2 separate regions of the Zea mays genome follow, and region 2 is linked to region 1. Evidence: chromatin contacts called from public Hi-C data. All regions are on one chromosome and are shown on one strand. Each heading gives the region's core, a stretch centred on a gene start, on an enhancer-like site or on the middle of the called end of the contact. The rest is flanking DNA. Distances are from core to core; before and after follow the strand shown.

What was found. Hi-C and Micro-C count contacts between places; a contact is called where the count stands out from the background.
Region 2: a Hi-C map of tassel shows a contact between it and region 1, with 3 times the contacts expected there. The contact joins the enhancer-like site here to the promoter of LOC100193062 in region 1. A contact is called at or near these places in 2 of 25 Hi-C or Micro-C datasets (bundle sheath and tassel).

What each region holds. Positions count from the first base shown.
Region 1 is chr4:140,994,400-140,999,234 of Zm-B73-REFERENCE-NAM-5.0, reverse strand. LOC100193062 reads left to right here and starts at 2,526. Exons shown (of 5, transcript NM_001138228.2): 1 at 2,526-2,759; 2 at 4,732-4,807. The coding sequence starts at 2,638.
Region 2 is chr4:141,758,742-141,763,576 of Zm-B73-REFERENCE-NAM-5.0, reverse strand. No RefSeq gene overlaps it. Among protein-coding and RNA genes, the nearest start is that of LOC103653754, 38 kb to the left of the region's middle. Within about 2 kb of position 2,821, at least 17 of the 20 cell types and tissues checked have an H3K27ac peak or open chromatin away from gene starts, as enhancers often do. A contact at or near this core is called in bundle sheath and tassel, where this site is marked.

The DNA of each region.
Region 1 (4,835 bases), core at 1,277-3,776:
AGTTGCACATGCGGTGCAAACAAAATCCTTAGATTTGGGAAAACTTGTTGTAGGCAAATTATGACCAATTGAATTGCCTGTAATTTTCCTCATCATCCCTATGCCAGGATGACCAAGTCGATCATGCCAAATCTGGAATGCATCAACATCTTGGAAAATTACCTTGTATGCAACATGTGCATTGCTCTTAATATATGTATAGTACAACCCTGACGTGAGTGATGGAATTTTCTTGCATATGCGTTTGCCATATTTATTCGGCTTGGTCAAGAAGAGAAACTCTTCTTGATTTTCATCATGGGTTTCAATATGAAATCCATTTTGCCGGATATCTCTAAAACTTAGGAGGGTACGTGTAGAATCAGGATACAATAATGCATCCTCGATCACAATTTCAGTACCCATGGGGAGGGTAATAGTTGCTCGACCAGAGCCAACTATCACAGCATCGCGTCCGGCGATGGTCAAAACTTTCCCATCTCTTTTCTTAAGAGTCTGAAAGTATTTGATCTCCCTAAGTATAGAGTTTGTGGTACAACTATCCACAAGGCATAATTCCTCTTCCGTCGAGTTGTCATCATTATGCATCTATACATAAATAAAAAAAATTCTGAATAAGAATTTTATGATGCAACTTAGTACTATACATAACATGATATTAAATATCACAATGTCGAAACAATATTACAATAATGGTATGGCGACTCATCCAATGAGTTCGCACTACTCAATGGACCCAACACTGGTCTGTAGAGTGTGTTACATCTCAAAACATGAGATTGTATACCTCTACTTATTACAACAACATTATAAAGACAGTATAGAACAACCACACAAGCCACAGTGATCATGATCAAATCTCCAAGCATGAGAGATTTATGCCAAATCTCCAAATGGATCTTTTGACATATACTCAATGATCATATCATCAGATTCATCTTCTTGTAGAAGTGGAGGCTTGTTGTCAACCACATTGAGGTGCTCTTTAGCAAGAGTGTTCTTCAGGTCACCAGAAGCCAGTGAAGAACTTCCAACCTCAATTGGTGCTTCAGTAGAATTGAAATGAGCCTCAAAACCAGGCTTATGAGACTTTGGCTTCTTTAGGGATTGTTGATACAAAAGAACAAGGTGCTTAGGGCAAGTGCAATCCCTAGCAAAATGGCCCTCAGTACCACATTTAAGGCAAGCTCTATTGCCCTTAGATGGTAGAGGCTTGCCATTTCCTTTTCCTTTTACTTTACCTTTCTTGTGGAATTTGTTCTTATTGAATTTGCGAGGTCCAGGAGGATTCTTGAAGTTTTTCTTGAATCCTTTCTTATTCTCAGTCTTATGCACATTGAAATGTACCTCAGGCAGAGGGGCAGACCCAGGAGGGCGCTGCTGAGCATTCTTTAGAAGAAGCTCATGATGCTTTTCTGCTTGGGTCAATGTGTGCATGAGTTGAGAATATCTCTGGAAATTACTAGAGCGATACTGCTGATGCAATATCCTGTCCTCTGGAAGCATGGTAGATAGAGTCTTCTCTATCTTGTCTGCTTCAGAGGGCTCTTTCTCGCAAAACTTCAATTTAGAACAAATGCTATGAAGAGCATGGTTATATTCTGCAACAGATTTAAAATCTTGCAGTCGAAGGTGGTTCCACTCATGGTTGGCTGACGGCCATATGAGCTCCTTCTGCTGTTCATAGCGCTCTTTGAGAGCTTTCCACAAGTTGTGAGGGCATCTCTCCATAAGGTACTCTTGCTCTTTCCCTTGTCTTGATTTATCCTTGAGACAGTGCTGATAACGTGTTGCAATATGTTGCAGTGCTCAGTGGCAAATCAGTGGAGAGACAAAAGAGAGGATGAGACAAATGACAGAGTTTTCTTGTTTATTGCAGAGATCTCCTTTATATACATGTGTACAAAGAGCATCTGACCCTTGGATTAATAACTATATAAATAGACGGTTGGCTGGGCCTTGATCATATGTACATTATTTTGTAACAGAAGCCAAGCAGATCCAAATCCAGACCTGCACCGAATGCGTACCTCCGCTCCAGTGACACGCACCTCTTACCGCTCCTCCAGCCGCAGCAGCAGCGACACGCACCGCCGGCTCGACACGGCCTTTACGCCCAGCTCGCCGCAGGCGCGGGCGATGGTGGTCTGCGTCTGGGACCGGACGAAGCGGACGCGATTGGGCGTGGGCACGGAGGCCAGCGTGTCGCGGAGCGTCACGCTGTTGATGGCGTTGGCGTTGCTGGGGAAGTCGGGCGTGCTGGAGCGAGAGCGTGGCGTCGCACTCGCACACCAGGAGCTCCCACACCTTCTTGCCGCGCGCGTCCAGGATGGGCCGCGACCGCGAGCAGAAGTCCAGCTCCCACTTCCGGATCGACGCCGGGACAGTCAGGCAGCGGGCGGGAGTGAGAGCGATGGCCGTCGCGGAGTGTGGTGTGGTGATCTCAAATCTTCCGCTTGGGCCGTGGGCCGGCCCAAGACCGTCAAGAAGCCCTACCTAAAACGGTGAGGCAAACGGATAACGACGACCTGATTTGGGAAAGAAAGCAAAAGAAACGAAACTAGAGGGTAGAACACGACGGTGTCCGGCGTCCGTAAAAAAGGAGGAGAGGAGGCCAGGGAGGCGGGGGCAGCAAGAATGGCGTGCTCCACCGGTCTCTGCTTCTTGGCGTCGATTCCTCCTCTCTCAGCCTCTTGTTCTTCTGGCTCCTCCTGCTTCCTCATGATCAAGCGTGTGTCCTCTGCTCCGTCCTTGTCCAGGTATGGTCTTGCTTCTTTGTTGCCCCGCCTCCTGGCCAATTCGTTGAAGCTTTCTTGAAATCCCAAATTAAGTTGCTCGATGATGTTAAATTTTGTTTTTTTCCTTGTTAGACGAGAATTTTGCATTGTTGTTCCTGAAGCTAGCCAACACGAAAACTGTTTGGTGTTGATTTCTGTTCTCTGCAGTCTTATGAACTTACCTTAAACTGCTATAAGTATTAAAGATTATTTTGTTGGAACTCCACATTCTGGTGTATCTGGTTTCCTTTCTTACCATATGTAGACTAGTTACTAATTTCAAGTTCAAACCCTGTTCTTCAGTTACAAACCCTTGGAAAAAAAAATTCGTTTCGACTTTTTGTTCAACTGCAAAGTGTTTCCACTTCCTCATTTGGGGTTGCAAGCAGCTAGGAGACCCGTACTTTTGAATTAATATCAGTTGATTTTACTTAGTTCTTGTTTGTTTGGGATTATAATCCACTCAGATTATATAATCTAACTTATTTTAAACAAAACATCAGTTCAAAATAAGTTAGATTATATTTTTTTAACAGAAAGGGGATTCCCCCTATTTCATTAAGAAATAGGACCACAGTTTTAACAACATTCAAACGAAAAAACTACTTATTACACCACTTAGCTCATAGAACTAAAAGAGCATAAGCAAGCCATCCAGGCCTAAGGTGGATCACTACAGTTTCTGACAAAAAAGTCATACCGCACAACCACTGCAACCACTACCAACCAGTTTTTGGCAAGGCCGACCACACACAAAGCCCCAGCGACCAGACAAAAGCAACACATTGTGAAACAAATACCCTAGAACCAAAAGGGCCTTCGAGAGCCAGGCAAGCCACACATCTAAAACAAACAGACATCACGCTCAACGTTAGTTGCACAGTCTTTTATCCATCGGCGCCCAGCCAAAATTCCTGTTGAAGACCTCCTTAACCATTCTTCTGAGAAGGGAGCTTCCTTCCAGCAGCATCTTTCTTGAAGTTTCTTTCTGAAGAATCGCCCAAGCATCCAACCAAGAGCAGCACAGAAACACAAGGTTAACAGCATTTAAAGAGGAAATGTTGTTGAAACAGAAATCATTTCTATGCTTCCACAACGACCAGAGAACTGCACTGCAACCAACAGTGATCAAATTTTTTTCATGACCTTTGAATTTGCATAACCATCTCCCAAACATATCATTAGCATTTTTGGGAAGAGTTAGAGACGGACAGGACATCTGAATAATTTTCCAAGAAAAAGATGCAACCTGGCAATTATAAAAGATATGGCTGGTTGTTTCAAGACAACCACACCACTCACAATTTACATTCCCTTGCCAGTTTTTCTTTCTCAGATTTTCCTTGGATAAGATTTTATCATTTATGACCAGTCAGAGGAAAACTTTAATTCTCTGAGGTATTTTTGCCTTCCAGATGAACCAACAAGGATCCCTGTTCATATTTACTTTAAAGTTTCTATAAGATGATTTCACTGAAAATCCTTTCTTATCAAGCAACCAACATGGTTTATCATTTCTGTCTATAAGACAGAAATCTGCACAGTTATTTTTTAAATCATCCAACAGATTGACCCCAGCTCCAAATAATCTTCTTCTAAAGATTAAGGAGTTACAGTTGTCTCTTAAGGCCCAATTCACATTTATCTCTTTATTAAGAGATAACTCAAAAAGTCTTTTGTATCTCATGGATAAAGGTTCATCACCACACCACTTATCCAACCAAAAACTAGTAGAGACACCATTTCCAATTTCCATTTTTCTGTTTTTACAATATTCCTGCTTACAGTCCATGAGGCCTCGCCAAAATTGAGAGTCTCCTTGTTTTTTTATAATCCTAAACAAACATGCTCTTAGTTTACTAATAATAGCTAATTCTGGTTTTGATTAGTGACATCAATAGTACTCGCATTACAACTTTACTGACCTCTGAGTTATATTACTTTTCTCTCATAGATGGACGATCCAATACAAGCAATTGGGACATACAATATATCGGAGAAGCCACGTTCTGGCCTTTGCTAGTGCAGATGTATGCATCAGGCTTTTTGAGCATACCA
Region 2 (4,835 bases), core at 1,572-4,071, 760 kb before region 1:
TCAACATTGCTCTAATACCACTTCTGACACCCGGATTTAAGGGCGAACCCGGACGCGAATCAAATGTGTGATAGGATCAAGTCTCACACATATGATGACTCATGGTACAGAAACGAATGTCACATCTTTACTATATAGTAGGAGTTATGTACAAAATAGCTAAATAATTACATCATAAGAAGACAACAATCTAGCAACCATAGTTGACTCGGAGACGACGACCTAGACCTCTCACGAACTCATCACGACATTATCCATGCTCCTTTACTTGCGGTACCTGTCCTTGACCTGGGGTGTGAGTACAACAAGGGTGAGCTCACATACGTTCATCGCTCAAGAAGTTGTGGGGAATAATGTGCATGAGCTCACTTATGGTGGGGGCTCATGTGAAGTGTAAGGCTTATCAAAGGAGATGGTTCAAGCTGAGCATTGCTTTTTAAAGTTGGTCAAAATTTTATTAACGGTTACTAAATATAAGTAGATACCATCCCAATTAAATAATTGATCACACTTAATAATAAAATCCACAATGCAATGCAAATGACAGATTAAGTTTAATTCCATAAATTAATCATGCAAGAGTCCTGAGTCGCTTTTGACCGTGAGCACGACTGGTATACCAGTTTTACACTCTACACAGGTTGCACATCTTTACCCACAAGACGTGTTTCCCGTTTAGCCAAGGTTTGCAAGGTGAATGGCTAGGGATCCACTGCAAGGCCTTTACAAAGTTCCACTAGAGGAGAGAACCCGCTACAGATTCCGGAACGAAGGCGATATAGGAATCCCTCGTCCGGAAAGCTAAAAAGACAGTCCGACCCGAGGACCTCCCTACACCTCCACTCCTCCACCCTCCTTGCCCCTTACGGGAATGGATTAACTCACACTAGCTTTCCTAATTATTCAGCCAAGGGTGTCCCATTCCACCCTTGTGGTAGCACTGCTATCTCAAATTAAGCTCCATGTTTCAATTAACACAATGGTATTATCGTGACCAATAATTAAACCAACAATAATAGTGGAACATGATCATAGTTCAGTCTAACATTAATCCCAAAACCAGGTAGAGAAATAGCAAGTCTACCCAATAGTTCATTGGTTTGCAAGGTGTAGAGTGAACAAAACTAGGGTAACCTATTAGGTCCCATCAAATTAGCCTGAGCATGTCATAGTGATTAACAGGAACATTATTAGGTAAAGAAGACTGATCAAGGGCACAACTTGCCTTATACTTGTGATAACTCTGTTGTTCAGATGTTGACCTAAAACTGGGGCTTCAAGGTCCTCGTCACCTCGCCTCTATTCGTAGCAATACATACATTGAAGCAAATAATGGATATGGTAACATTACCAAAGCATATGAACAAACAACGTAAGAATATTCTACGCGCTGCTATGAGATCACAGGTCCGAGAACCACTAAAATCAGAGTCACAATTGAGGAGATATGGTTTTCGCAAGATCTATGTGATTAAACAATTAATACTAGATATTAGATTGATTTTATAAATCATGTGAGAAAGATAATATAAAGTAATAGTTAATTCAACTTTAGTCTAAATTATTACTTGATTAGATACTATATTTTAGTCAGATTCTAATTACAGGATCAGAATATCATATTGCCCGCATTAGAACCTCTAACCCCATATAGATTAAATAAATTAGATAATTATTGTTACATAAAAAAAATAGGGTAGTTAACGTGTAGGCAATATCGTTATGAAGCTAACGCGACGGGAACAAATCAGAACGGATATAAAATGAAAAAGTTATGAACCAAATAAGTTTTGGGGTGATTTATTATTAATCTTTCATACTGAAAATAACTTTGAGGGATGGTTTTATAAAAACCAGGGACCTAGGTGTAAGATATTATTACAGGAGGGGCGATAGGTTTATTTTATACTTCATCGAGGGTTTTTTTTGCACTTATCTCGGTACGAAGGGGTATCGAGCACCTTGAGCCGCCCGATCTAATCCAAACAGCCCAGATTAGATCCACGAGATTATGAACCGGTATACCCATGTTGGCCATAGGATAGGAAATCAATGGATCGAAAGCCAACACGACCCCGATCAATCCCGACCCTCGGATTATCGATCAACTGTTGAGATTTAAAACACAAATTGAGTACGCTACTTTTAATCCTGACCATGCTTCCACTGATCGACAACTGCTGCCATTCCTTCTTCCTCCTCTCTGCTACCCGACAGGCGGCGCTGGTTTCCTCCGTGGCGATGCCCAAGCAGGAGCGATGGGCACCTCACCGGAGAACATGAATTATGTGACCCGGTCACCTAAATCCAAATCTAACAGACGCTACTCGAAGTAAGGAAGACAACAAATATCAGGGCCATTATCTCACCAGCAATTAAGGTCATGGCCGTGCAGACCACGAGAAGGGCAACTCGGCGGCGATGATGGAGCTCCGATGAGAGATCTCCCATACTCCGATCAACTATTCCACACTACAAATCCTCGTACGCGGGTGGCGTGCACCGACGACTTCTCCCATGCACGTGATTGGAGGTAGGCAGCCTGGAGCATGAAGGTCAACCGCGGTGGCCTCCTCTCCCTCTCATCTGGATGCTAAAGTGAGGCAGGCGTCGACGGTCGAGGAGGGATGTGTGAAGATGCCGATATATATGGTTGCGGAAAGGATCCCGAATCGACTAACAAACCTCGGTCAGGTTTGCTACGATCCCAACAACCCTCGGTTGTTGCCCGCGCCGGACGTAGTGAATGCGAGGGGCAGGGGACGCGAGGTCTGATACCAGGGCCCACTCGGTAGCGGGGGAAAGTTTCCTCCCCACATGCGTGTTGTGATGCTGCGAAAGGGCCCCACCTGTAGGTGCTTAAATTGAGTTGGGCCAGTGGTGCAAACGGGTAAGTGGACCGACAAAGTGAGTTAAACTGGACCGACCGAGAAACTTGGCCCACGAGTAGGTTTGCCCCTTTTTGTTTTCCTTTTTATTTATTTTTTCTAGTTCTGATTTCTATTTCCTTTCCTATTTGAATATTCAAATTCAAATCAAATTTTGGAGATCAAATTTAAGTTTAAATGCACATCCAAAATTCCAGCACGAGGTGCAATAATATTTTATCTGTTTATTATTTTTAAAAACAAATGTTTTTAAACATGAGATTCATACGCTCAAAATAGTTATTTTAAAAATAATAATTCTTTTATAAAAAGATGCTTTAACTTAAATTTTAGTTTCTAAATTTGGATCTAAGTTTTAAACTATCAAACTTTTAATTTCACCTAATTGTTTTAGGAAAGGTCACTTTCGGGGTTTAATTCCCCATCAGATGACACTTCAATTTTGTTTATTTTTGGGAAAAATTATTTAACCCAAAATCAAGATTTTTGGAGTGTTACAAGGAATATGGTGACCAGTTAAGATAAGAAGGACAACTCATTATTATTGGTGACATACTATATTTAATAAGGGCACGACTGGAAAGTAGACTACTAATAAATCAGTCCTTAGTGTGCGTAATCATGTCCAAAACGACTTGTTTTTCTGGAACTACCACACAATCTATTCAAATTTATTAGCGCTGGTACTCGAGTGTGAATCATTATTATTGTCATTTATGTTACATTTCATGAATCAAACAACACCAAAATAGGAATTGGTCGGTTCTAAAAATAAGAACAAGCAAATTCGGTTTTGATTATTTTCGTTCAGTTTCGACCGCTTATATCTCGTAAATGTTTGTTACAACGGATCTTGTGTGTATAAGATAACCTTTCACTCGTCCTAATCGTTTTCTTGACATGGGACTCTGGGTATCCGAGTCCGAGTTGCTAAGGGAGTCCAAATCCGAAGTAGAGCCGAGTTGGGTTCTGTAGGCTCATTTATTGAACATCCGAGCGTCTGATGGTACCCTATGGTATATATCCTTCACACTAGCCTCGAATTTTATCTGGCAAAGTCGTCTTTTTCAGGTAGGTGAAATTCTTCTTCTTTTCTTCGTAAGTAATAATCATGAACTTTGGTGCATCATATGGATGTTGCCTCCGAGGCTAACTTTAGCAAAATCTCAGATTCAAATAAGTTAGCCTCTTGCCAATTGTGACTTATTTGTCAAATTTTAGATAACCGACCCTCCCGATCTTCGAGCTCAGCCCCAAAGTCCTCAGGCTTGGTTCTCATTCTTGTTTAGTCGGCATGATGATCACCACATCAGTGTTTCAAGTTTTATGCTCCAAATTTCACCATCTGTTGCCATCATGCTTTTCAGATAAAGAGATGTATAATATATATAGTATAACTGCTTTGGTCAATTATGTTGCCATGTGTTAATGCCTATCTAGGCGCCAAACACCGGGGTGTACCGCCCGCGGTGCCCTCTGCTGCGGCACACGGGCGGTCCACGGCTCTAGGCCGGACGGTCCATGACCTGGGCGCAGGAGCGGTTCCTTCACTGTGTCGTTCCGGACGGTCCGTGCTCTGGGCCAGACGGTGCACGATGGTGCAGGGTCGTCTTCCTCCTCATTGTGACATAGATCTCGCCCTCTACGAGAGAGATCTTAGGGTGCTCTAGGTCGACATGTCACACTGGATGTCCCTAGACGACGTAGAGTCAACTAGGGCACTCGATTCACGCCGAGTATCAGATCTTGAATTAAGAAATCAAGTCGAGGAAGAGATCTTGAGTGAAATGGATCTTTCCCCTAGGGAGAGGTAAGATCCTTAGGTCGTCTTGGGGTCGGCAGACCACCCAAGACAGATCTAGACGACATAGAGTCGAATAGAGATGGATGTGGACATGTGGAAAGCAACAACTAGACTATGCTATATCTACTCCTAGGGCATGAATG